Regions from separate parts of the Mus musculus genome. Here all the other regions are linked to region 2. The links are chromatin contacts, called in public ChIA-PET, HiChIP or PLAC-seq and promoter capture Hi-C maps. All regions are on one chromosome and are shown on one strand. The core of a region is the stretch at or near the end of the contact, and the rest is flanking DNA. Distances in the headings are between cores, read along the strand shown.

Evidence for each region. Promoter capture Hi-C pulls out the DNA fragments that hold promoters and counts their contacts. ChIA-PET counts read pairs in DNA pulled down with a chosen protein or histone mark. HiChIP or PLAC-seq counts read pairs in DNA pulled down with a chosen protein or histone mark.
Region 1: a promoter capture Hi-C map of erythroid cells shows a contact between it and region 2, with 2.9 times the contacts expected there. The contact joins the promoter of Vps45 here to the promoter of Mindy1 in region 2. A contact is called at or near these places in 4 of 39 promoter capture datasets (erythroid cells, hippocampal neurons, liver and 1 more), 3 of 115 datasets of contacts at active chromatin or transcription factors (bone marrow-derived macrophages and microglia) and 3 of 9 other capture datasets (adipose tissue, liver and pancreatic islet).
Region 3: an RNA polymerase II ChIA-PET map of memory CD8 T cells shows a contact between it and region 2, with 283 read pairs. The contact joins the promoter of Rprd2 here to the promoter of Mindy1 in region 2. A contact is called at or near these places in 1 of 39 promoter capture datasets (erythroid cells), 4 of 484 Hi-C or Micro-C datasets (B cells, embryonic stem cells, muscle stem cells and 1 more), 17 of 115 datasets of contacts at active chromatin or transcription factors (T-cell acute lymphoblastic leukemia, astrocytes, cardiomyocytes and 13 more) and 3 of 9 other capture datasets (adipose tissue, liver and macrophages).
Region 4: a contact with region 2 is called in a promoter capture Hi-C map of liver, with 6 times the contacts expected there. The contact joins the promoter of Mrps21 here to the promoter of Mindy1 in region 2. A contact is called at or near these places in 7 of 39 promoter capture datasets (embryonic stem cells, fetal liver, hippocampal neurons and 2 more), 1 of 484 Hi-C or Micro-C datasets (B cells), 5 of 115 datasets of contacts at active chromatin or transcription factors (astrocytes, bone marrow-derived macrophages, craniofacial prominence and 2 more) and 3 of 9 other capture datasets (adipose tissue, liver and pancreatic islet).
Region 5: a contact with region 2 is called in an H3K4me3 HiChIP or PLAC-seq map of forebrain, with 5 times the contacts expected there. The contact joins the promoter of Sv2a here to the promoter of Mindy1 in region 2. A contact is called at or near these places in 3 of 115 datasets of contacts at active chromatin or transcription factors (forebrain, microglia and pancreatic cancer cells) and 2 of 9 other capture datasets (liver and pancreatic islet).

What each region holds. Positions count from the first base shown.
Region 1 is chr3:96,056,213-96,061,214 of GRCm38.p6, forward strand. Vps45 (vacuolar protein sorting 45) reads right to left here and starts at 2,243. Exons shown (of 15, transcript NM_013841.3): 1 at 1,470-2,243; 2 at 768-902. The coding sequence starts at 1,562.
Region 2 is chr3:95,279,223-95,284,302 of GRCm38.p6, forward strand. Mindy1 (MINDY lysine 48 deubiquitinase 1) reads left to right here and starts at 3,713. Exons shown (of 10, transcript NM_199475.1): 1 at 3,713-4,403. It overlaps Prune1 (prune exopolyphosphatase), which reads right to left and starts at 2,854. Exons shown (of 8, transcript NM_173347.2): 1 at 2,363-2,854. The coding sequence starts at 2,401.
Region 3 is chr3:95,815,882-95,821,490 of GRCm38.p6, forward strand. It overlaps Rprd2 (regulation of nuclear pre-mRNA domain containing 2), which reads right to left and starts at 3,072. Exons shown (of 11, transcript NM_001368178.1): 1 at 2,666-3,072. The coding sequence starts at 2,870. Gm29948 (a long non-coding RNA gene) reads left to right here and starts at 2,999. Exons shown (of 2, transcript XR_375854.4): 1 at 2,999-3,249; 2 at 3,839-5,609.
Region 4 is chr3:95,869,818-95,874,857 of GRCm38.p6, forward strand. Mrps21 (mitochondrial ribosomal protein S21) reads right to left here and starts at 1,697. Exons shown (of 3, transcript NM_001355759.1): 1 at 1,636-1,697; 2 at 677-798. The coding sequence starts at 759. C920021L13Rik (RIKEN cDNA C920021L13 gene) reads left to right here and starts at 1,705. Exons shown (of 4, transcript NR_040446.1): 1 at 1,705-1,868.
Region 5 is chr3:96,178,746-96,183,718 of GRCm38.p6, forward strand. Sv2a (synaptic vesicle glycoprotein 2 a) reads left to right here and starts at 2,482. Exons shown (of 13, transcript NM_022030.3): 1 at 2,482-2,558.

The sequences.
Region 1 (5,002 bases), core at 993-3,492, 780 kb after region 2:
GCAAGAACCAGCTCCTGCAAGGTGCTCTCCATCCTCCACACGGCGCAGCCTTTGGCACACCCCACCCCCACCTCAGCTACACAGTTTTCGTGTAAAGAGGGCACTGAAGCCAGATTTGCAAGTTGATGTACAAAAGCTAAAAAATGGCATATGAATTTTTAGAGGAAGTAAACAGATAAAGGACAGGAATAAATATGTAGAGGAATGATAACAAAAGGCCCAGTTGGCTATAATACAGGACGAGAATTGGAACACAGGAATGTTAAATATGTAAAGAAAGACCAAACTGGCCAAAAGAGGGCCTTTTCATGCTAGACCACTGGGATTAACGGAAGGAGTCAGACTGAGCCACTATAGCAATCACGGAGTGACCGCTCACTGACTTTTATGATAAAGACAGATTTGTTCCTGAGGACAGGTGGAACTAAAATGAGAAAGGCTCACGACAGTAAGAGCTGTAGGAAAGAGATGTGACGGTGGTGTTCAGCACGAGGTACCAGGTCAAGCCAGCACTAAAGTGACTTAGGTTCCCAGAGTTAGTGGCTTTGGGAATAGCTATTATTCTAAAAGATCTCTAGAAGGAAAACCTGGCTGTGAGGGGGTGAACTGAGGCATGGAAAGGAGAGAAGAAAGGTCACAACTCTGACAAAACAGGATAATTATGATGCCACAAATGATGGTAACACAAATTTATTTTGCCTTCTTAACGCTTTCGGATCAGTACTCTGCATTTGCCCACAGAGACGGCAGCTCAGTGTGTGTAGTACCTTTGTGGGTCGAAGGAAACAAATTGCTTTTAGGTGTTTCATGATCTCTCGATTTTGAGAATCAATTCGTTCGAAGAGGTATACTTCCTTCTGAAGAATCTCTGACTGTGTGTAGACCATACTCACTATACCAGTCTGTAAAGCAAAAGAACGAACTAAGATTATACTAGTCCGGACTAGTAAAAACATGCATCAATAGTTAAGCCTTTTGCCACTAATATTTGAGTAGGTAATTTAAATTCTAATATACAGAATAATATTTACCTAATATCCAAAACAGGCTGTAATGTGTTAGAATGAAAACCTACCACTCTCTCTGAACATGAACAACTCAGAAACTTCTAAAGAGGATCTTCACCATTCCTTTACAATTCCTTTTTTAAAGTTGTGGTCAACAAATAGCCTGTTATTTCAGCTGAACCCCAACAATTTACTTTTAAAAACAACGTTGAGTAAAGTCTTCCCTGTGTCGCCAGTAACAATTTCTTTGCAGACACTCTTTCAGGTGTAAGAAGTCTCTTGGCACCAGTTAGAGCTGGTTAGACTGCACACCCACTGGGAAAGCATTCTACAACTTTCCCAGTGCCAGACAGACTTGATCATCGTCATCAGTGAAATGCTAAGTTCTACAGCGGAACGGGGCCAGCAATTCTAAAGGAAGGGAGAGCTTCCTTTATAAATACTGAGCAAAAGCAAACTCACCGTTTCTTTATCCATGAGAAGTACCTTCATGCCCGGCCCGCTGTCCTCTATCATTTTGGAAATATACTGCTTCACAGCAAAGACCACATTCATGGTGGCGAATTGACAGGTGCCCCACAGCCCTTCCCACCCACTTTCCTGGCTGAATTAACCTCAGGCCTGTTGGGTCTCAGCTGCTTCCGGTCGCCAAAGCCTCGGCTTCCGGGAGTCCGGGTAGCTCCGATACTGGGAATTGTAGTTCCTCCGTGGAGTCCGGGACTCAGACTCAGCAGCTAAGCGACGGTGCCATTCCCGACGCTTCTCGGTAGGGAGTGGAAGGCAGCCTGTTTCCCCGAACCCGCGCTGTGCTGGCTTCTGGTCCTGAGTAGGGAAGCGCTTGGCGCACCGCGGGATACAGCTCTCTCGGACACTGTTTGCTGAGCATCTTTTCTGAAGCCCTCGCACGTCATCGTAGCACTGGGCAGGCTGGGGCAGCGGGGTCCCAGGTCTGTACTGCATAGCAAGTTCTCTGATAGCCCAGGCTAGGTTACAGAGGCAGCCCCGGTTTTCTAAAGTATCCAAACAAAGTAGCATCAAGAGACGGCATTTTGTATTTGGTAGGTCATAGAATGAGACTCAACTGGGTTTCCTAAAGAGAGAAGGGGAGCTGAAATTCATCACGTTTGTTGAATGAAGAAACAATGGGAACGCTATTTAGAGATGTTGTAGACCTTAGAGACCCCAGGAAGGCGCGGAGCTTCCACCCGCCCCCTACTCAGGACCGCTGGGACTGCGAGCTCGCGGCGCCCAAAGTACTGAATTTGGTTGGCTTTCAGGGACGCCGGGTTTCCAGGGCCCCTGCAATGGGCGGGGACAGTTAATTCATTGGGGCCGGAACAAAACCAACTTGAGAATTTAAAGGTAAACACATTTTTAATCTAAGAAGCAAGAACAATTAGCAATCAACTGGATCTTAAAGCTTCAGTTTCCAAAAAATTCAACAGATGACACACTATTATCACACTTCGGATCAAGGTGTTTTGTTCCTCACCTTCTTACAATAGAGAACTGTACAACCAGGAAGACAAATAACTGCAACAAATCATTGGCTATTAGTGCTTCAAATATTTACACCAAAATAATGACGTGTGTGAGATGTGAAACTGCAAAGGATCACCAGAGGTGAGAAGGAGATTTTAAGAGAGGGAGACCCGGATAGACATAGTATTGGAATACAAGGGAATGAATACAAGGAGCACAAAACAGACAGACTATTTAGTAGAGGAAGGGGACCAGGGAGCTTTAGGAACCGCGGGGTTAGGGGTAGAGGGGCTGGAGGCAGGAAAAAAAGGAAACACATTAGAATGAGATATTATTGTCATGTGTATAAATGCCATTATGAGACTCATTGAGAATGCTAATTTAAAAAATTAATTTAAAATCAACACAGCACCACTAAATACTAGTTTTTTCAACATACTGTAAGAAATATGCGGTTAAATAGAATAGAAGAACTTAATCGGGTTATGCAAATTATGCGAAGTTTCCAAATCCCTTGAGGAAGACTAGAAGTCACTTGAAATACAGGTATTTGTCACTTCTAAAATTGTGAAAATGTGTTCTTTTCAGTTTTCCAGTCAATAAATAAACCAGTAAATAAAACTTCCCATTGGGCACAGTACAGGTTTTGAGACTTTCTTTCTTCTTCCTTTTTGTTTGAATAAGGCTTTGCAATGTAACACGGGCTGACTTTGAACGCGTGACCCCTCAGTGTCTGCAGTGCTGGAGTTACTGGTGTGCATATGTTTTGACAGAAGCCTTAAAGCTTTATATTAAACGAGTCAGTGGGATATTAACTACACACAAATGAGATCTAATGTTATATACAATCCTGTTTTATCAGCAAAAAAGTTCATATATTATAGAAAACTGACTCATCAAAGAAAATAAAATTTACCCACAAATCTAGCAAGTTACTGGTATCTGAAAAATCACCATCACCCATGTTGCTTGGATTCTATTTCCTTACCTGGACTGTAATATAGTATGTCATATTTTTTCAACTTTCTGTATCTTAAAAAGAACAAGCCAGCAGTGGTGTCACACACCTTTAATCCCAGCACTCAGGAGGCAGAGACAGGCAGATCTCTGAGTTTGAGGCCAGCGGGGTCTACAGAGTGAGTTCCAGGACAGCAAGGGCTCTGTTACAGAGAGAAACCCTGTCTCAAAAAATAAAACAAACTGAACAAGAGACGAGGAGTAGAACAATGATTGTCCTTGAAATGGTGCCTTGTCAGATTACAATTGTAAGAAATGAGTGGAGAGAGTCCTTTTAGTTATTTGTATTCAGACAGATATGACTTTTTGAAAAAGAAAATACCTACTTTGACAAGCTTAAAATGTCTGACAATACCAAGTGTTGGAGACAGTGTGAGACAAGAATTCACAGGTTACCAACGCAAGAATCAAAGAGCCTTTTTTTTTAATAGAAATGTGGAATTATCTTTAAAAGCTAGTGAAACATAAAACCCTTATGCTTGTGGGTTCAAATTTCCTGCCCCTTGGTATTCTTGTACAGTAGAGCATCATTCCCACACTTTTAACCCAGAAGTGGCCATGCAGGGCCACTGGGCCCCCATTGCCTCTGAGCTGCTTCAGTTGTCAGCTTTCCCAGTGTCCCCTGTGTGTGGCCATGAGAGAAATTTCATGCTCTAAAAAACTCTCACATGTTTATGAAGCATGCACACAGATGCTCTAACAGAGTCACTGAGAGTCGTAAGATAAAGTTGTAAACAATCTGAGTGTCCATCACTCAAAGAATGAATACATAATATCTACAATAAGTAATAACTTTGAAATTAACTACTGTATTTGGTGTGGGATGAGTTAGAACTTAAAGCTTCCTTGGATAAAAACAGAGTACTGGGAATAAAAGCAGCTCATGCCTTTTTAAATAGTGTACTACCAGACTGTAAAAATAGCATATTGCTAAAACCTCAGGCCAGAAAGATGCATAAACAAATGCTTCATGATTCAGTCAGAGAGGGAGCAAGGGGCACACAACTGAAGGCCAGAACATAGCTGCATGCTGAGGCTTTACAATGTGTCAGGGAAGTAGAGGGCACTTGGCTATTCTGTATCTTTTCTCAGCTTTGGGAGACTTAGTAGCTGGATAAAATGTAGCATTTACAAATTCTCTTCAACAAGTACCCATCAAGTATATTCTGTGTTGGATGCTGTATTAATGTGCCGAGGACATCATAACGGTGCCAACAGACAAAGAGGCTAAACCAACAGAATGGCATTTTCTCATATTTCTGGAGGGTGAACATCCAAGGTCAAGGTGTCCAGGGTTGACTTCTTCTTGGGTCTTCTGCAGAAGGTCTTGTCCTGTGATAGCACATGATCTCTCTGAGCCTCTGTATTCTAATTTCCTCATACAAACCAAATGTATTGGGTTAGAGGCTCTCTGATGACTGCATTTGGATTTAGTTGTCTCCTTTAAAGACCCCAACTCTAAATACAGCTACCTTCTAAGCATTGACATTTCATTA
Region 2 (5,080 bases), core at 2,463-4,962:
AAAGTCTCCTCTGACCTACACATGTGTCTACTGCATGGGTGCGGCTCCCAACACGCCACTAAATAAATAAGTTTAACAATTTGTTCAGAGTTAGAGAAATGTCTCAGTGCTTATAACTCAGACTGATCTTAGAAAGTACTTAGCACCCACATCTGGTGACTCACAACCACATGCAACTCCAGGTCCAGGGAATCCAATGTTCTCTTCTGCAGCCTATGGGCACTGCACTTAAATGGGCAGATACCTACACACATATAAAACAAAAACAAAAAAAACTATTTTCAAGGGCTTCTGATTCCAGTACTTGGAAGGCAGAGGCAGGTGGATCTCTGAATTTGAGACTAGTTTGATCTACATAGTTCCAAGCCAGCCACGGCTACTACATAGTGAGTCCCTGTCTCATATAAATAAAATAAAAAAATAGCCAAGCTGGGCACCACAGGTGACTCTTATAATCCCAACACCAGGAAGCAGAAGCAGGACTATAAATTCAAGCTCGACCTCAACTACATCGGGACTTCAAGGCCAGCCTGGGCTTATAAAAGGCCATTGCAAAAACAAACGCAATAAAAAGTAAACAAAATATGCAGACCTCAGGCAAAGTGTGAAAGCACACTTTAACCAGCATCAGGTGGGTGGAGTCAGGAGCCGGCCCACAAGAAAAGAAGTAACAAAATTGCCTTTGTATTAAAACAACTTCCCCCAAATAAGGTGGTTCTTTTTCCTCAGGGGGGTTATGAAGAGAGGGTCTCACCAAGGCACCCAGGTCCGTATGCACCCCAGGCTGCACTTTAGCTAATAAGCCTTTTGCCTCAACCAACCCAGAGCTGATTACAGATTAGCAGGTCCATGCCTGGCCTGATATTCTTCAAAAGGAAATTTTTAGTGTAGCTGGCATCAAGTTGAACCTCACCCTAAATTCAAATTAAGAATATTCGTCCGGGGCCTAGCAAACACAGAAGTGGATGCTCACAGTCAGCTATTGGATGGGTCACACGGCCCCCAATGGAGGAGCTAGAGAAATTACCCAAGGAGCTAAAGGGAACTGCAACCCTATAGGTGGAACAACAATATGAACTAACCAGTACCCGGGAGCTCTTGTCTTTAGCTGCATATGTATCAAAAGATGGCCTAGTCGGCCATCACTGCAAAGAGAGGCCCATTGGACTTGCAAACTTTATATTCCCCTGTACGGCGAACGCCAGGGCCAAAAAGAGGGAGTGGTGGGTAGGGGATTGGGGGGGTGGGTATGGGGGACCTTTGGGATAGCATTGAAAATGTAATACCTAATTAAAAAAAAAAAAAGAATATTCGTTTATCCACGAAGCTGGATCTCCAGCAGAATTAGGGGACTTTCAGGGTTTGTTAAAGAATAGAGTCTATTGCCCAGAGGATTGTTTTGTTCTGTTTCTGTCGTTGTGGGTTTTTTGTTTTTTGGGTTTTTTTTCTCCCAGTCCAGACCTGGCCTGAACTGAAGTCTCAGCCTCCTCTGAGTTGGAACTAGAGGCCTGTGGCTACCATACCGAGCTAAGTTATTTGAAAGGAAGATGCCTATCTGTTTCTTCAGGGGCAGAGAAACTTACAGCAGGGGGCCAGGTGACTTGGAGCCTTTAAAGGGAAGAGCGACCTAATGCCACACAGCCTGTCAACACAGCTGGGCGAGTCCAGCTGGTTCAGGAAGCACCAAAAATAAGCTACAAAGAATTCAGGGCCGTGCTTATGGTTTAGATTCCAAACACACTTTGTGTTTATCCCTTACCAAGGAGGCGGTATTTTTACGTGTGTGTGTGTGTGTGTGTGTGTGTGTGTGTGTGTGTGTATGCGCACGCGCCTGCATTAACACTAAAGGAGAACACTGGAAGCAAAGGAATGTAAGTTGTGGGTCAACATATATGCCTGATGAATTATTCTGTATATTTGGCATAAAAACAAAGATTTAAAGTAAAACACCACGACCGCCTCTACCTAGGAGGGAAAAAAAAAAAAGGCAAACCGCCATTCAGAGGCAATAAAGCGGTGCACCCAGTGCCCTCCACTCCCAGAGGTTCACCTGGACCCAGTGGGCTGAAGCCCGCTTGCGGGAGGGAAACTGAGAGGGGCGGGGAGAAGGGAGAGACACACCTCGCCGGGCGAGGCTGGCGGCCGCCGCACAGGTTCTGCCGAAGGACCCGACTCAAGCAAACCAAGAGACTCCTTTCTCCGGGCTCTCCCGCCTATGGCCGAAGGGCTTGGTCCTCTAGCTCCCCCGCGTCCATCTCTGTGATCCCTCCACACCGACCGTCCGGGCTCCCCAGATCCCACACCTTCGTCCTTCCCAGACCCCACGCTGCATTCCTTTCGGTCACGGACTGGGACCCGTTACCTGCAAAGCGGCTCGACAGTCCTGCAGGTAGTCCTCCATGGTAAAGCCCGAGGTGTGCCGTTGCCCCTCAGCCAGGAGAGGTAACCCGGCAGAATGTACCCCGCCCTAGACCTAGGGTCTAGAGCCGAGAGTCAGGGGGCGGGACTCGAACCCGCCACTAAAGGGTTCGGCCTCCGAACCCCAGGAGGAAGTGCGTAATCCGGCACTCCGGGAGTCCGGCGTTGCCCCGCCCCCCAGCGGCAGAGGCTGGGTTCTGAGCCCAAAGACTCATGGGACGTCAAGGAGGAGTATGGTATATCGCGGTGCCTCCTGGGAAATGTAGTCCAGCAGCTCGTGTTTGTCCTCAAGTGAGCAGTTTTCGGAGGGCTATGACATGCAAATTGTGTATGTGTCACAATAACTCGCCTTTATGGCATCTGAACTTGCAGATAGGACTAAGTATAGTACCTTTCCATATATTACACCGAAAATCTGTTCGAGATTGATGTAAATTAATCTCTCAATTTTTTTTAAAATACAAATTCTTTCTATCTAGCCCAACCTGTCTGGAATTTGTAATCTTTCTCCTCAGTTTCCTGAATACTGGATTCACAGGCCTGGTTTGGTTAGGACTTTAAATTACAACATTGCTGTACATATTATTTATTAAAATAGCTTCCCTGGTTAGGTGTTTTTTCTTTCTTTTTTTTAAATTCTCCCCTTTACCAAACTGACAAATCGTGATCAATGTGTTTGTTCACGATAGGAAAACATTACCATAATGTTTGACTTGTTTTCTTAAAACCTACTGTCGTGCCAACTCTTCCTCCTTCTTCATAGCCTTTCTTCTACAGCCTGAGCAAATACTCCTCATTCATGGGCTGTTGCAACCGTGACTTTGCTTCCTGGGTCTCTGTTGCAACAGTTCTCTCGGCTTTCCGAGTTGCTTGAAGCCTTATCCTTTGGCCGTCACATCAATAGAGTTTAGAGGAGCCTTCAGAACCTAAGGCTGGGTTCCAACATCCCTTAACTGCCACTTGCGTGTCCCAGGGCAGACTACTTGGGGGGAAAATGTCCCTTCATCATAACATGTTCCCTCATTTTTTAATCTATCCCCAGATCGTCCTGCTTCTCGGGGAGGTGAGAAGAGGCAGAAGAGCGTCTTCCTCGCCCCCGACCAGGTACACAGCTGAACCAGTTTCATTCCTAGCCTTTCAAAAAAAGCATACGGGGAAGAAGGGAAGCCTTGGGAAAGAGCTCAGGGGCTCCAGAAAACCAGGAGTGGGAATTTTCTTTCTTATTGAACGAGTACATATGCAAACACAACGCCCTTCCGCCCTGCTTTCTTGGCTCCAGAGCAGAGGGCTGCGGCGGGCATCCAGGGAGGTCTAATCAACAGCCGCTGTCCCGCCCTGCTCCTCCGGGCTCTGCCAGGCCGCTTGCTTTTCCCGGTTCTCACCAGAGAGGCACACGCGCTCCGTCCCTTCCAGCGGCAGGCGGAGGGAAGAGAAAGGGTCTGTTGTTTTTCTCTCTTCCTTTCTGCGGCTCACCGGGCTGCTGACCGGCTCAGACAGCCCTGATGGAAATCCTCGGTAGCTGAGCAGGCCCCTCCTCCTCCTCCTCCTCTAGGGACCGCGTCCTTGGCTAATTTGTCTTTGTCCGGACAGGGGGAAAAGAGGGACAGAGAGAAGAAAAAGAAAAACCACAAACTTCCTTTGAAAGCCAGTTTGTAGGCACGGCCTGGAGCGCACGCCGGAGGCTCGGTGACTCGGGAATCCTGAAGACTCTGGGAAGCCAGGCGGGACCGCCTGCGCTGTGCCTTGCTTGTCCTCGGCCCCGACCCTGCTCCAGCGTCCCCCGTATTGGGCGTGTGTCCGGAAGTGGCAGCGACCCAGGCTGGACGCCGCGAGAGTAAACCCGTGTCAAGCCGTGTAAGCTCTGGGGCTGACAGCTGGGAGGCGGCTGGCGCAGTCGGCGCCCCTCAACGATGTCCCCACCTCCCGCGTAGAACCGCCAGAGTTGAGTCCTCTCCCAGTGCCGGAACCTCATCTACCTCTTTGAGGTAAAAACTTTTGTTTTCAAACTATCTTCACCTCGTCTCGCAGCTCTCCCTACCCTCTCTGGGCGAAGTTGACACCTGATGTCCCATCTGTGGTCTCTTAAGTCTGGGTCGCTTACAGGATCCCAGGCACCCGGAGCAGTAAGAGATGGAGCAGTAAAAGAGATGCGGTCTTCAATTTCCCCCTTATAAACCCAAACCCTCTCTCTCCCTCTCCTAGAGAGCCAGAATTACAGGGCTTGCTGTATTCTAGAGGAATCTCAAAGCATGTTGGCATGAAGAATTGCATTTGGTTGGAAAGATTGGGTAATACCAGTTAAAGACGTAGGGAGAAGAGTCCTGAGGGTGGGTGAAGTCTTTAAGGATATACCTATTTCATATGCTTTTCCCACTCTGTGAATAGTATCTGCTGCTGACTAGGAAAGGACCAGAGATTTGACTCCCTGTGGGTCACCATAGGTAATTCCAGGAAGAGGAGGTGTAGATTTGGACTGAGGAAAGAAGAGGAGGGACAGGGCCATAACCCCTGTTTGTTTGGGTCCCCCTCCCCTCATGCTTTCCTCTGGCCTTGCAGGGTGCAGCCCTGTTGCTCTTCCTGCCCTGACACTGGAGCTGTCCTCATTCACTGAGCCCCCACTCCCTCCCATGGTTCTTGTAGCTCCTCTCTTTGGTCGACTAGC
Region 3 (5,609 bases), core at 1,822-4,321, 540 kb after region 2:
GGTGTAGCTCAATGGTGGTGTTTGCACAGAATTAGATATACCACAAAATAACAGAAAGAAAACATCTCCTGCCAGGAGTGGTGGTGCATGCCTTTCATCCCAGCACTTGGGAGGCAGAGGCAGGCGAATTTCTGAGTTCTGAGTTCGAGGCCAGCCTGGTTTACAGAGTGAGTTCCAGGACAGCCAGAACTATACAGAGAAACCCTGTCTCCAAACAAACAAACAAAAAAGAAAACATCTCCTGATATCTCTAGTACAGTCACTTACATTTAACCAAGACCTAAATGACTAAATAATGGATGTCATAGGAAAAGGAAGAAGCAAGAGTAGCCTCAGGGAAATGGACAGAAAGACTGGGAATGCTTGAGCAAACTTAGCAACTCTGTGAAGGTCTAAACATTAGGTGAAAATACTGGCCTAATACAACAGCCATTTGCATCCTAGCCTTCACCACTCTGGCTTTATTCCTGAGGTAGATATTTATCACCTGTAAACACAAATGTCCACAAATTATTCTTAGCCATTTTAGAAAGTTTAAGTTTCACTCCACTATGAAACTGATAGCAGGCTTTAAAAAGTCAAATACATTTCACTTCATTTAAATTATGTAGAATCCACTTTTCAGATAAAAAAATTACCCTCCTACTCTTAGTACCAACAAAGGAAATAAACTCAGACACAAACAACAACAAAGACAGGGAAAATTCTGGTCCTAGCATTTCTCATTATGCCTGACTAGAAAAAAAAAAGTGTAATTGTCACTTGTGATCCCACAACGCAGAGATAGGGGCCAACTTATTCTTGAAAATATATAACCACAGGGTTAAAACACTGGAGACCAACAGTAAGGAATGTAAAAATGCTTCATAGTTTGGTAAAATGATTTAAAACGGTGGAAGATGTCCCCACATCAGCACTGCTTACTACACTGATACACTCAATACACCAAGCACCATCTCACAAAGCTAACAACAGAGCCCAACCTTAACCACATCGCTTTACTGAGTAACCTTTCGCAACCTGACATTTCTGAGCCCTAGGTTCCTCATATGCAATTCAACAGACTATAAAGTATATTAGAAGGACTAAGGAAATGGCTGGCATGTGGCAGATACATAATATGTGAGTCTTTGAAGGTGACAGATATTGCAGATTCTAGTTTAACCTCTTGGCAAGAAGTAAACAAACAAACAAAAAATCTGACAATAATAAATAAAGACTAAGCCGGGTGTGGTGGCGCACGCCTTTGATCCCAGCACTCGGGAGGCAGAGGCAGGTGGATTTCTGAGTTCGAGGCCAGCCTGGTCTACAGAGTGAGTTCCAGGACAGCCAGGGCTATACAGAGAAACCCTGTCTCAAAAGACCAAAATGATAATAATAATAATAATAAAAAAGACTAGCTAATCCTGTCCTTTCTCTCGAATATCCTTCTCAACAGTATATTTCAAAGAACCACAGAACAACTGTCTTAAATACAAAAGATTTTAAATTTGGGGCCTATAATTTTGAAGTTTTATCCACTTGTTCACTAACAAGTAAACTCAAAAAATATTATAGAAGCGAAGACAGACATGGAATAAGAAAACTGTTAACTGAGTACCACTGGCAAGAGGCTATATAGATAGGAAGCAAACAACTTGAATAAATATGTATGGAGTTGGGGTTATAATTGCTTAAAATTTACTGGGTAGAACAAGCTGGCCTCAAACTTTCAGCAATCCTCCTGCCTCAGCCTCTGAAACGACATGGGCCACCACGCCCAGTTTAACAATTCATATTTTAGAAGACCTCTTTTCTGTATTAAAGCAGTGTTGTGGGGAGAACCACACAGGTTGAAAAAAAAAAGTATACTTGAGATGGGGGTTATATCTAAAACAGATAAATATATTTTAAAATTCACATTTCCCATTTTGATTGCCTATGCAAACAAACTCAATTCTGTAAAGTGTGCTTCAGGAGATTAAAAAGTGGCCGGATATATTTTATACTTCGGTACCAATGATGATTACAGTCTCGCAGTTGTGTCTCGTCAGTATCCCGTGGTCTGTATTTTAGTGTTGCAAACACAGGTAAAAGGAAAACAGGTGGTCGCCTCACAGCTCTGTAGAGTTCCTATTGCTTCACATTCATCCAGGGAAAGCCTCCTTAAAACACACGCCAAGTTTCACCCACAGTCATCAAGAGAAGGCCCCTTTCTAGACATATCCCAAGTTTCACGTCGGCGGAAAACACTGCCTGGTCTAACATATTTCAGGGAAGTGGACAGCTTAAACCATGGCTTGACTAGCCAACAGGAAACCCAGAGATCATTAACACGTCAAGGCCTGTAAGAAATAAACGGACGCGACCATTTCCGTGAAGGTTCAGGATAATCAACAACACACCTTCCAGGGCTCGGAAGGAAACGCGAAAATCTCTACGGGTCTAGGCCCAACGGCCCAAGGTCACGCCAAATGTGAGGCTGAAAAATTCCAAGCAATGAGCCCCCTGCAGAGCAGGGCAACCGTGCCTAGGATGGAGTCTGGGCTAGGGAACACTCGCGCCCGATCTTTAATGTGAACCCCAACTGAATGCAGCAGCTCGGTGGGCAAACCCCAGAGTGTTTTGGGGGCCGCATTTTCTCCATCTCTCCAGCCTCCCCCTTCCTAGTCGCCCCCACACTCACATCTCCGGAGCCACTTCATCCAATGGTAGACGATTGTACTGTGGTGTTTCTTGTTTTCTATACACCAGGACGACAAGCCTTGAATGGATTCCATGGTGTTGGTCACCGACTGGAATTTTCGATCCAACGAAGACTCCAGGGCCCCTGCGGACGAGGCCGACGAGGAGGAGGCCTTACTGCTGCCTCCGCCGCCGCCGGCCGCCATCTTCCCCGGTTTGCACAAGCGCCTCTGGTCCTCTGGCGGCGGCGGCGGCGGCGGCGGCGGGAGCGGGCAAAACAATCAGTGCGAGTGCGTGAAAGCAGCAGGAGGGGAGGGCGGCCAGGGGGTGGGGACGCTGCACGCGCTAGGCTCCTCTGGCGGCAGGAGGGCTAGCTGCTGGGCGCGCTGGCGGCTCCCACACGCTGCGAGGAGGGGCCGCGGCCGCGGAGGACTGTCAGTATGGCTCGGGGGTGGTGTTTAAACCGGGAGTCGGGAGACGACTACGGAGGAGACAGAACCTGCGACGGCGCCGACAACTAAGGCTTTTAGCCTCTACGCTCCTCAACTCTTAAGGCCCTTCCCTCATCCCGTTGGCCAAATTCCGGTGAGCCCAGGGCGGCCTTGGTACCGAAGACGAAACGCTACTCCGCCGTCCCTTCGGCTGCAGAGAGCTTTGCCTTTAGATTTTCTACCACAGGAAAGGCCCAAAGCTACCTAGGCAGAAAATTTTCTTTCTTTTTTTTTTTTTCTTTTCTTTTTTTTTTTTTTCTTTTTTCTTTTTTTTTTTTTTTTTTGCAACGCAATAGCAGCAATAGACCAGCAGAAGAAATGCGCACGCGCACGGAAGCCCCGCCCCTCCGCTTCCTCCTCAATCTTGAGCACGGGGGCCGAGGGGGCGTGATGGCGCTGCGATTCGACCAATCAGGGAAGGGGGTCGGAGAAGCGCGTCGGGACCTGAAGGCGGAGGAGGCGCTGCGTCTCTCTGTGCGCCTGCGCGTTAGGTCTGCGCCTAGCGGGTTGGGAGGAAAACCTGGGGAGGCAGGATTGAGGCGCTCCGGAGCCTAGGACGTTACTAGACCCCAGTTCAGTGCTCGGCCCTGCTTTTGGCTTCATGGCGGGGTTGCTCCCTGGGAGCCTTTAATTCACACTAGGATGGGAAATGCCCACCGTTCTGTGGCTACTGTTTTTGACAGCTGCAGCTGCGTTCCCTGCCACCCCGCCATCGGGGACCTACACGCGACAAAATGGCTGGCACGTCTTGCGGAGTGGGGGAAGACGCGCATGCGTCAGGCCCTGTTAGCTGTTCTCTAGGCACTCCTTGACTAACCTATGCTACACGCCCGACTGCGATGACACCGTTCACAGCCAGCCGACCGACTGCATTCTAGAAAGAGGGAATAAAAGTTAAACGAAAATTTCTCTGAAAAGTCTTCGAAGCGAGGAAAGAGTAATTGACAAGGTGTGGCTTCTTTGCTAGGTAGTAACATCACAATTTCGTAATGCGTTATAGGTTTGTTTTTGTTTTTTCGAGACAAGGTTTTTCTGTGTAGCCCTGGCCGTCCTGGAACTCACTCTGTAGACCAGGCTGGCCTCGAACTCAGAAATCCACCTGCCTCTGCCTCCCAAGTGCTGGGATTAAAGACGTGCACCACCACTGCCCTGTGCGTTACAGTTTACAAGAGTCTTGAGTATTGTGTTTATTAGCACAGCCTCAAATTAACCATTATGGGCTGGAGAGATGGCTCAGCACGTAGGAGCACTGACTGCTCTTCCAAAGGTCCTGAGTTAAAATCCCAGCAACCACATGGTGGCTCACAATCATCCTTAATAAGATCTGACGCCCTCTCTGGTGTGTCTGAAGACAGCTACAGTGTACTTAGATATAATAATAAAGAAAATCTTTTTAAAAAATTAACCATTACATTCTCATCTGCCTGTGTGAATCTTTTGAGAAGATTGGACGTTCATGTATTCCTATTGAACACAGGAACTTCATTTTAATTATGCCAACTCAACGGAAAGGTTTTTGAGGCAAGGAGCCTGTTTCATCATTTAAAATTAATATCTCTGTGCCAAGAACTGTTTTAGGATTAGGGAAATGATGGCAAAGCAGACAAAAATTACTCCGCCTTGATTTGGTATCAGGACCAAACCACAAGCATGTGTCAGGGAGTAAGGAGTCATAAAGAGGTATGGAGTAAGATTAAAGGAGAAAGACTGTGTATATGAATAATGGTGTGATCCAGTTTTTAAAAAGAGATTGAGAAAAAAGCAACCAAGCACATATGAGGGGAGGGAAGAAGAGCTGGCAAAAGAACACCAAGTGCTGAGTCCCTAAACCAGGACTGTTGAAACATTTTAGAGGAAGAAGAAGGAAGCCAGTGTGACTGGCAGAGGATGAGAAAGCCACTAAGATAAGAGACAGAAGAGGTGAGAAGCAAAGAGGGCTCATGTAGGGCATTGAAAGCCACTGTACTGACTTTGGGTTTGTTTTTGTTTCTTTTGAGCTAAAGTTTCTCTGTGTAGCCCTGGCTATCCTGAAACTTGCTCTGTAGAGTCTGGCCTCCAATTCAGGAGATCCTATCTCCTTGCCTTCCAAGTGCTGAGGTGGGTTTTTTGTTGTTGTTGTTTGTTTGTTTGTTTTGGTTTTCCGAGACAGGGTTTCTCTGTGCAGTCTTGGCTGTCCTGGAACTCTGTAGACCAGGCTGGCCTTGAACTCGGAAATCCACCTGCCTCTGTCTCCCAAGCGCTGAAATTAAAGGTGTGAGCCACTACTGCCCTGCCAAAGTGCTGAGATTTAAAAGCCTGTCTGCACTTTGGATTCTCTTTCTTTCTTCCAAGCTTTGATTTTTATTACTTATAAAAAGCTGCATATTTATTTTGCTTTCTGACTCTGTACTTGTGCTTTCACCACAATTTTCTGCTCCTCAATAAGGAAAGCCAGCTTGATCCTGTTCCAGACAC
Region 4 (5,040 bases), core at 447-2,946, 590 kb after region 2:
AAATGCACCATGCCTCTGCTTCTTGTTTCTCATTCCCCTCCCAGACTTTTTTTTTTTTTTTTTTTTTTTTTTGACATGAGGAGGGGTCATCTGAGACTGAGTCTAGTCACCATCATCTAAATTATTCTCAAATTCTTCCTGTCTCTACCTCCCAGGTGCTGGGATTACAGTGTGCCCAGCAGTTTTTCGGGGTCTTTGGATAGAACTCAGATTTATCATCAAGGGATGATAGCTGCTTGTTGGATAAGCTCCATCGAGCTGAATTTGGAGAACTTCATTTTTAGGATAATAAACTGAAGGGATAAGAAGTGTCCAGAGGGGCTGGAGAGATGACTCAGTAGTTAAGAGCACTGGCTGCTCTTCCAGAGGCCTTGAGTTCAATTCCCAGCTACCACATGGTGACTCACAACCATCTGTACTGAGATCTGGTGCCCTCTTCTGATATGCAGGCATACATGCAGGTAGAACACTGTATGCACAATAAATAAATTTAAAAGAAGAAGAGGAGGAAGAAGAAAGAGGAGGAGGAGGAGGAAAAAAGGAGGAGGTGGAGGTGGTGGTATTCAGAGCCTACACAGAGCTGGCACCAGTGGTAGGCTTTATGAGGTGGTAGGCTGGGTGCAGGATCACCTCACATTTCCCACGGCTGGTCCAGGCAAGACTCGACTCATTTTACCTGTTCAGGGTCCGGTAGGCACCTTCCACGTTCCCCTCCTGAACCATCACTGTCCTGGCAATGAACTTCAGATGTTTAGCCATGGCCTCGTATTTAAATCTTCATTCTTCCGGGACTACAGACTGGACATCGAGCATGGAAACCAGAGACTCAATGTAAGAGAACAAAGCCCAACAGAGTCACAACTTACCATAGGTAGTTTTTATTTAATTTAGCAACAGAACCAGCTTGAGATCCACAGAACTGGGCTGGAGGAATTCTCCATATCTTAGTAAGTACAAGTAAGTCTGGAGAGATGGCTCAGTAGTTAAGAGGATCCAAGTTCGATTCCCAGTACCCACAGGGTGGCTCACAACACATACAGTCCCAGGGAATCCAACACCCTCTTCTGACCTCTGTGATGCACAGACATACATGCAAGTAAAACACTCACACACATAAAATATAAATAACTTTTTTTTTTAATGAAAAAGTACAAGCAAATTGTTAGCAACATTTCTTTCACTACGCAGTGATATGGCTTAGCAGGTAAAGGCGCTTGCCACCAAGCCTGATGACCCGAGTTAGAGCCCTGGATCCTTACGGTGGAAAGAGAGGACAGACTCCTGCAAGCTGTCCTGACTTTCGCCCCTCCCAACCCCCCGGTCACACCAAGAAATAATTAAAAGATAATTGCCGGGCAGTGGTGGCCCACGCCTTTTATCCCAGCACTTGAGAGGCAGAGGCAGGCGGAACTCTTGAGTTCGAGGCCAGCCTCGTCTACAGAGCCAGTTTCAGGGCAGCCAGGGCTACATAAAAACACTCTCGAAAAAGCAAAGCAAAGCAAACCAAAAAATAGGTTTCCGCTGAGAGTTAGAAAGAACTCTTCGTCCGCCTCTAGGCACCACGCGAAATCTTGCCCTCCCGCCATACTCGCTTTGCAGCTCAGTGAACCCCCCCACACCCCTCGAGCTCCCTACCTGGGGCCTCTGAATTCGGACTCCGGGTCTCTGCGGACCGGAAGCGGAAGCTACGGAGTCCCGCGACGGGAGGAAGCTACGCTGCAGGGCTCAGCCGACTGCAGCTCCGCTTACCGTCTGACCTTGCGAAGGTTCGGTGCTGAGCGCAGGCGCTGGACTTTCCGCCTGACAGTCAAAGGAACAGCGTCCTCACCTTCCTATGGAGGAGTCGCGGTCGTCGGGTCTGCGAGAAGGTCAGCCCGATCCGTAGCTCTAATCCTGTTAAACTTTTACTAGATTTGAGCGATTTCGTTTTCTGGATGGGAAATGGGAAGCGTCCTGAGAATATTTTCTATTTAAAAAGGACAGATCTGCTCACCGGGTGAAAAAAATGGCTCCACACCCCCTAATCTGCCTAAAAGTTAAGAAAAGAAATTACATACTGTGAGTTTCCCATTGCATCAGCTACCTAAGCCATTTCATTAAATAAAGTAGAATCAAAAAGAAACAAATGGGAAACGCCTGCAGAATTTTAAATCAAAATATTGTTGTTTTAATGCCAACTTTGCCATTTGTTGCCTTGTAAGATCTAGTAGAATTTTTTTTTCTTCCATACGTCTGGACAACCCTATGTGTATGTTATCCCCACATCTCCATATATGGTTATTTACATGGGTTTAGAAGTATCCATATACAGAAAAACCTACCCACAACACACACAGATGCACCCTCATCTGTTACTTCTTTAAGGGATTTGCTTTTATTTTGTGTGTGTGTACGTGTGCCTGCGTGTATGTATGTGCACCGTGTGCGTGCGTGCGTGCAGGAGCTCAAGAAGGATTGGAGAGGTGTTGGGGCCCTGGAACTGGAGTTAATAGGAGGCTCTGAGCTGCCATGTGGGTACTGGGAACAGAACCTGGGTTCTCTGCAAGAGCAATTAATTTTCTTAACCACCGGGCCATCTGGCCAGGTCATTATCAGTTAATAGGTATTCACACAAAATTTAAGCCTGCCTCGTAGTAAGCCAAATCCAAAGTCCCAAACTGAAGCTAGACACCTTTGTGCTTGTCAGCAAACCTAATTGAATGACTGTCCTCTGCTAAGCACTGCTGATACTATTCCAGTGTCTCTTGTACAACTGACAGTATGTAGACACAATTTTAGGCCCAGTCGCATATAATAAGTGCAAAATTAATTCTATGGACAGTACGTAATCCGTTAGAAAGGAGTTCTAGCTTCAGATTCTAAGCATCAGCAGACGTATGACTTTGAACAAGTTACTCAGACTAGGGGTCTGCACTTTTTGTCTAAATAAAAATATTGGAATACTACCATGTTTATTTGTTGATATTATACGGCTCTCTTGGGCTATAGTGGTAGACTTGGGTAGAAGAAATGGAGATCTGTGACCTACAAATACTTATAATCTAGATCTTGCTAAACATGAACTTTCAATCTGGCTTCTTATTTGTAAAATGATGCTAACATCTACTCTGTTGGTCTCACAAAATTGGTCATAAGAATCGAATGGGCTCACAGTCAGCTATTGGATGGATCACAGAGCCCCCAATGGAGGAGCTAGAGAAAGTACCCAAGGAGCTAAAGGGATCTGCAACCCTATAGGTGGAACAACAATATGAACTAACCAGTACCCCCAGAACTCGTGTCTCTACCTGCATATGTAGCAGAAGATGGCCTAGTCGGCCATCATTGGGAAGAGAGGCCCCTTGATATTGCAAACTTTATAAGCCCCAGTACAGGGGAACAGCAGGGCCAAGAAGTGGGAGTGGGTGGGTAGGGGAGTGGAGAGGGGAGGGTATGGGGAACTTTTGGGATAGCATTTGAAGTGTAAATGAAGAAAATACCTAATTAAAATATATATTTAAAAAAAGAATCGAATGGGATATAATGTAAGATAATTCATTAATTTTTGTTTTAATTTTAAGGTTTATTTTATTATTATATGTGTATGAGTATTTTGCTTACATGTATGTGTGTGCCTACATGTATGTGTATGTGTGTTATGTCTGTGCCTGGAGGTCAGAACAGAACACTGAATCCCTTGGGCCTGGAATTACAGATGGTTGAGAGCTACCATGTACATGCTGGGAATTGAACTTGGGTCTTCTGCTAGAGTAACAGGTGCTCTTAACTGCTGAGCCAACTCTTCTCCTCTTGTTATCATTTTCTTTTTTACTAGACTGAAAAAAAAGTTTTTATAAATGTATATGGGGGGTGTTGTCTACATGCATGTCTGATGTCCAGAAAAGCCTGAAGAGAGCATCAGATCCACTGGATCTGGATTTACAGATGTTGTAAGCCATCATATAGGTGCTGGGAATCTAACCTGGGTCCTCAGTAAGAGCTGTCAGTACTATCAACCTCTGAGCCTTCTGCCCAACTGCAATGCCCCTAAGTTTTAAGCCTAGATATCTAGAAAAATGTTGGCATCATATATTTCATCAACAGAAGAGGAGTCATTGTGTGTGTGTGTGTGTGTGTTTGTATGCATGTGTGTGCACTCGTGCAGGTGTATGCATGTGTACATGTGTACAAGAGCTCCCATAAAAGCTCATGTGTGGGGGCTGGTGAGATGGCTCAGTGGGTAAGAGCACCCGACTGCTCTTCCGAAGGTCCAGAGTTCAAATCCCAGCAACCACATGGTGGCTCATAACCACCCGTAACGAGATCTGATGCCCTCTTCTAGAGTGTCTGAAGACAGCTACAGTGTACTTACATATAATAAATAAATAAATCTTTAAAAAAAAGAATAATAATGATACATTTTTTTAAAAAAAGCTCATGTGTATGTGTCATAGCACATGTATGGAGGTCAGAGGACAACTTGCCAGAATTGTTCCCCTCCTGGCACTGGGTGGGTCCCATGTCTGAGTCTGAACTCAGATCATCAGGCTTAGTGGTGGGAGACGCCATTACCCACTGAGCTATCTCACCAGGTCTTTTACTTTATAGATGTGTGTGTGTGCGCGCATGTGTGTGTGTGCGCGCACATGTGTGTGTGTGTGTTCGTTCTTGTGTGCCCATGTGTGCATGTATGTGCAGACATATGTACACGTGCATGTTCCTGGGCATGCCCAGAAGAGGGCATCAGATCTCTCAGAGCTGTATAGCTGTGGGATGCCCTGGCCTGGCTTACTAAATGGTTTCTGGGATTCTGACTCCAATCCTTATGATGAGATGGCGACTGCTCTTGACTGCCTAGCGGTCTCTCCAGTGTTCCTCACACGTCTTTTAAAACAGGGTCTAGGTTGGTCTGGAAGAAGATGTGTAGCTGATGATGACCCTCCATCAGCTTACGATCCTCCTGCCTCACCTCCCAGGGGCTGAGATGACATCCACGTGTACCCATGGCTTTGTGCGTGAACCACCAGCACTGTATGGCGCTACCTCCACAGCCATAAAATG
Region 5 (4,973 bases), core at 1,232-3,731, 900 kb after region 2:
TAAAAACCCTTCAAAACAGCTGGGCAGTGGTGGCGCATGCCTTTAATCCCAGCACTCGGGAGGCAGAGGCAGGTGGATTTCTGAGTTTGAGGCCAGCCTGGTCTACAGAGTGAGTTCCAGGACAGCCAGGGTTCTACAGAGAAACCCTGTCTCAAAACAACAACAACAAACAAACAAAACCCTTCAAAACAACCTTGAGGTAAGGGAGGATGCTGTGGGCTCTTTGCCCAGGAATATGAACTGCCCCAGGCATCCAGGTAGTGAAATTGACTAAGCAGGTGGAGGCAGACTTGGATTAGAGATGTAAATATGAGAGTCAACCCAACAGACAATAGCAAGGCTGTGAGGCTGGACAAGGAAATGTGTAAGTGGAAGCTGGGAATGCTCCACTCCTTAGGGAGCCTGACCTAACCTGAAGAAACCTGTGTTGTTGAACCTTGTCCAGGGGCGTGGGGAGGTGATGAAGTACTTGATTTAAGTCTTCCCTCAGAATTTAAAATAAACTTCGTATTTTCCCTTTTAATTTGCTTGCAGTCCTGGGGACTGAATCCTCTTTGTACTTTTCATTTTGATACAGGGTCTAAGATGCCCTTAAACTCATTCTGCAGCCCAGACAAGCATGGAACTTGTCTCAGCCTCCTGCTAGCTGGGACCACAGGCTTATGCTGCCCTTGGCTGATGGGTGATAGATTTCTGCAAAGCTAGGAAATAGTGCAGAGTGTGCAGAAGCACCTGAAAGAGAAGACACAGCTTCCCTCCAGCAAGGCCTGGCTAAACCTAAAATGGGGAATAATGTGTTTAAAAGATGTATTAAACCTTAAGAGGGTTCATCAATGAAAGTCTAGTAAAGGGCTAGTCCCTGGGGCCCATGTGGGCAGAGCTGTTCCAAGTACCATCCTGGAAAGAGTGCTCCAGCCAGCAGACTAAGAGTACTCCTAGAGCATTGGCAAAGCTTCCCCGCTCGTAGAGGTGGGGCAGAGAGTTGTTGCCAGGAGAGTTTTTGGAATCATTGGCCTCCTACTGGGGATGGCCAGATGCCATTAAAGATACAAGTTCTCTCATTCCGTTATGTCATTGGGTGACTTACACTGACATGGTCCTGACTTGGCTTAAGGGGGAGAGTGTACCGGACACAAAAATCTTCAGTCTAGGTGAGAGGTAACTTTTTAGGATAAATTAGTATCTATTATGACTTTCAGTTAATTGTGAACCTTACTGACCCATACATTTCCAAAATCCAGCATTGGGTCCTCCAAAACTTAGGCTCATATCCCTAGCATAGTAAATTCAGATGTCAAATGGCATCTGGGAAATCTCTGAGCACACAGGCTGCCAGCCTTCTGTATTCAGTATCTCCCAGCATCCTAGACCCACACTTAACCGAGCAGTCTCATGGTATTACAGCTAAAAAAGACGCCTCATCCAAAACACTCCATTTTCTAGACAAGAAGCCTGTTGGTTCACAGAGGCAGGGGACTTGGTCAAAACCAACGGTGGAAATCTGGGCTGTGCTTTGGTCAGTGCTTGTTCCAGACAATCCCAAGGTTTTATCTGGAGTAGACTGGTTCAGGTTGTACATCCTTGAAGTGCCTCTGGATCTGTCAGTCCAGGTTACCTGACAATAAAACAGAAAAGATTCAAGAAAAGGAGAACCCAAGCCAGTGTACGTACACACACACAAGAGGAGGTTGTTAATTGATAGGATGTATGTATGTATGTATGTATGTATGTATGTATGTATGTATGTATGTATTTTTGAGTCACTGGAGAGTGTGGTTAGAAAGGGAACTGTCCAGTTGATCAGACAAACTCCTCTAGCACCGCCTCTGCTACCAGCAATTGAATAGAAATGGGGAGGGGGAGGTCCTTGTACATAAACAGTCTGGACTGTTTTTGGAGGAGACAGATGACAGGGGCCCAGTTGTCACTGACTCTGACTATTGAGTACAGAAACCACACCTTGTTATCTCTGAGTCCTCTCACATAGCAAGGTGAACCTGGAGTCCAAGCTGTGGGTTTAGGAGAGGGTTTTTAATTCCAGGGAGCAGTGTGGAAGGGGAGGGAGCTGTTTTTAACGCAGCAAGAACTGCTGGGACTCCTGGGTTCTCTCATCCTAGCTTGGGTGCAAAGGAAGGGGCTACCTCATTCATCACCTGTCTATTTCCTCCACTTACTCCCCTAACCACTGCTAGTGTCTTTAATTCCTGGCATCTTTTGCTAGGGAGGAAGGGGCTGAGAAAGACTGTCATTTCCAGCTGTCACCCTGACAGTCCCCTCCAGTTCCTTCATCTTTTCTTCCTGTGTCCTAAGTCCCCCCCCCCCCCCCCCCGCCCCATCATCTTTTCTTTCGCCACCCCCACCCCCCACAATGGTCTCTCCCGCTGCTCACTGGCGCGGGGGAGGGAGGGTCGGAGGCGGGGCCGGAGCGCGTGCGGGGGGCAGGTCTGCAGTGCCGCTTCCCCTGGTACCGGGAGGAGCAGTCGCCGCTGCCGCCTCAGCCCTGTGGCTGGACCCCCTCCCTCACCCGGGGACTCCCTGACCCGGGGAACCAAGCTCAGGTGAGACCCCTCTCCTCTCACCTCTACCCCGCCCCGGGCAGAAGCATCCTCGTCTAGCCTTGCAGCCATTTTATCTCTGATGCTTTGCTTATGGGGAGGGTGACTGTCCCCGCTGTAGGGGTGAGGGTGGTGGTGGGGGTGATGGTGGTTTGGGGAATGGGCCATTTATTTCAATTGCTTTGAGAATATACTTGAATAAATAAATATATATGTGCAATACACATATATGTATTTGTATGTATATACACACATACATACATATGCGAGGATTTTTTTTCTACCTTAGCTTAAAGTCCCCATTACATAAACCTGGTGAGGGGCTGTTAGGTAAGCTGAGGTTCCCTCAAACTCCATCCTCTCCTCACCTTGATGTACGTCCCTCCCCAACCCCCCTCTCCCCCCCCCCCACCCATGGTAAATGACCTTGGCTGGGGCCATAGAATGAGTACAGCCGCTCTTGCCTGGACTTGGGTGGGTTAGGGGGTAGAGGAATCGGCTTGGTGAAGGATAGAAGGAATGAAACACTGGGCAGACAGACATGGGAAGCAACCAGGTGTTGGGGCTTGGCACTAGAGGCGCTTACTGAGGGGGTCAGGAGAGGGGCGCAGAAGGATGGTGGGAACCTGTCCAGCAGCAGGACCAGGGGTGGGAGCAGCCATGTAATCAGTTCCAGGGCCTCATGCCTGGTACCAGAGCTGAGGCTAGGTGGGGGTTGGGGGTCTCCGCAATCCTGGCAGAGGCGGTCCCTAAGCCTATGCATGTGAAACATTTTCTCTACATCCCTGGCCTCTCCGTGAGCATTTCTCCGTGAGCATTTCTCCGTGTACATTCTCAGCTGACACCTCCCCACCCCCCCAAACTGGATGCTCCCATCTTCCAAACCCAGGGGTAGATTGTAGGGGTGAGGCTCAGTCTTGTCAGTCTTGCGGAGGGGTAAGAGGGTCAGTTATCAAGCTGTGATGTGGGGGTGGGGGGCACTCTGGAATCTTCTCTGCCCCTTGTCCTTTTCAGTGGGAATCTTCTGATCAATGACTGCTTCTTCATGACCTTGTCACTTCTTAATGACCTGGCATGGGATGGGATGGAAACCTGGGTGGCCTCCAAAGCAGGGGCTTTGATTAGGGGGCCCGTCTGGACCTGAGCAGTTTACTTGAAAGGTTTGCTTACGAAGCCCTTTCCACATGCCCTTTCCACCTTCTGCAGAAAATTATGGACATGTTTCTTCCGGTCAGGTGAAGCCAGTCAGCCTTAAAGGACTTGGTAAATCCCAGTCTGGTCTCCTTTAACTCCACCTCTCCCAGTGCTGTCTCTCTTCCTCAGGCTCAGCCACTCTTGTGCTGCTCTGCAGGCTAAATATAGCACGACTTCCTCACCAGCTCAAAGAATTTGTCTTCTTTCTCTCCCTCCTGGGCTTGGTGGCCCTGGGGGGGCACTGGCTGTTGAGCCACTGTGTGCTGTTGTGGCTGGGGAGCCTTTCCTACCCCCACAGCTGAGGGGAAACAATGTCAACAGGCATGGGAAACAGCTCCTGGTGGGTCCAAATCTTCCTTCAGGGTTTGAAGAGGGATCATGGTTGGGAAAGAGAGCCGAGGTACACAAATTGCCTTGGCGCTGGGGATGCTATTCCCTGAACCATGAAGAAAAGGTGACATCGAGGCCACTGTTCCTGGTCACTGTTGTCCACTGCTTACATCTTTCCTTGCCAGTGTATCTTTCTGAATGACAAGGCATTATTTACCCTTTTCCACTAGTGTGTGTGTGTGTGTGTGTGTGTGTGTGTGTGTGTGTGTGACTGGTCAAGCCTTTGACTGGGTGGGAGCAGAGGAGATTATTTTAGGGGAATGATATTGCTCTTAACCCAGGCTTGTGTCCTCTGTTGCCCGGAAGGAGGTTATCCAATGCCTCCCTTTGGGGGATGTCTTATTTTGGGGGGGGGGGAGGTCCCCTTCATTCTCCACCAGCTGCCTACGCACTGCACTGCGGTATTTATGGACTCCTTTTTCATTGACTCCTGAAGAACCAGAGGGATTAAAGGAGATTAGGAAGGGAGACCCTGGAAGAATAGAACAACTATAGACCTTAGACTCTCACTGGGAACGTGATCGCAACCAGTCATTTCTAGTCCTACCCCACAGGCAAAAGGGGAGTTCTAGATGTGACATTCTGAAGGAAGGGGATGGCAGCTGGTTGCCTTTCCTCTTAGCTCATGGTCTTCCTTCTTGTCCCTTCTACCTAAGCTTCAAGTCTCCCTTTTGGGTCCTTATCCTGTTAGTTTACAAAGGATATACCTAATTCCAGCTCTTGAAGTTAGTTTAAACCCAGACAAAGTTCTGATGCCTAGGGAGGATCCTGGGCATCAGAAGTGAAGTATGAACCTCCGCTGGACCTGCTTCCTTCAAACTTTTTTCAATATAA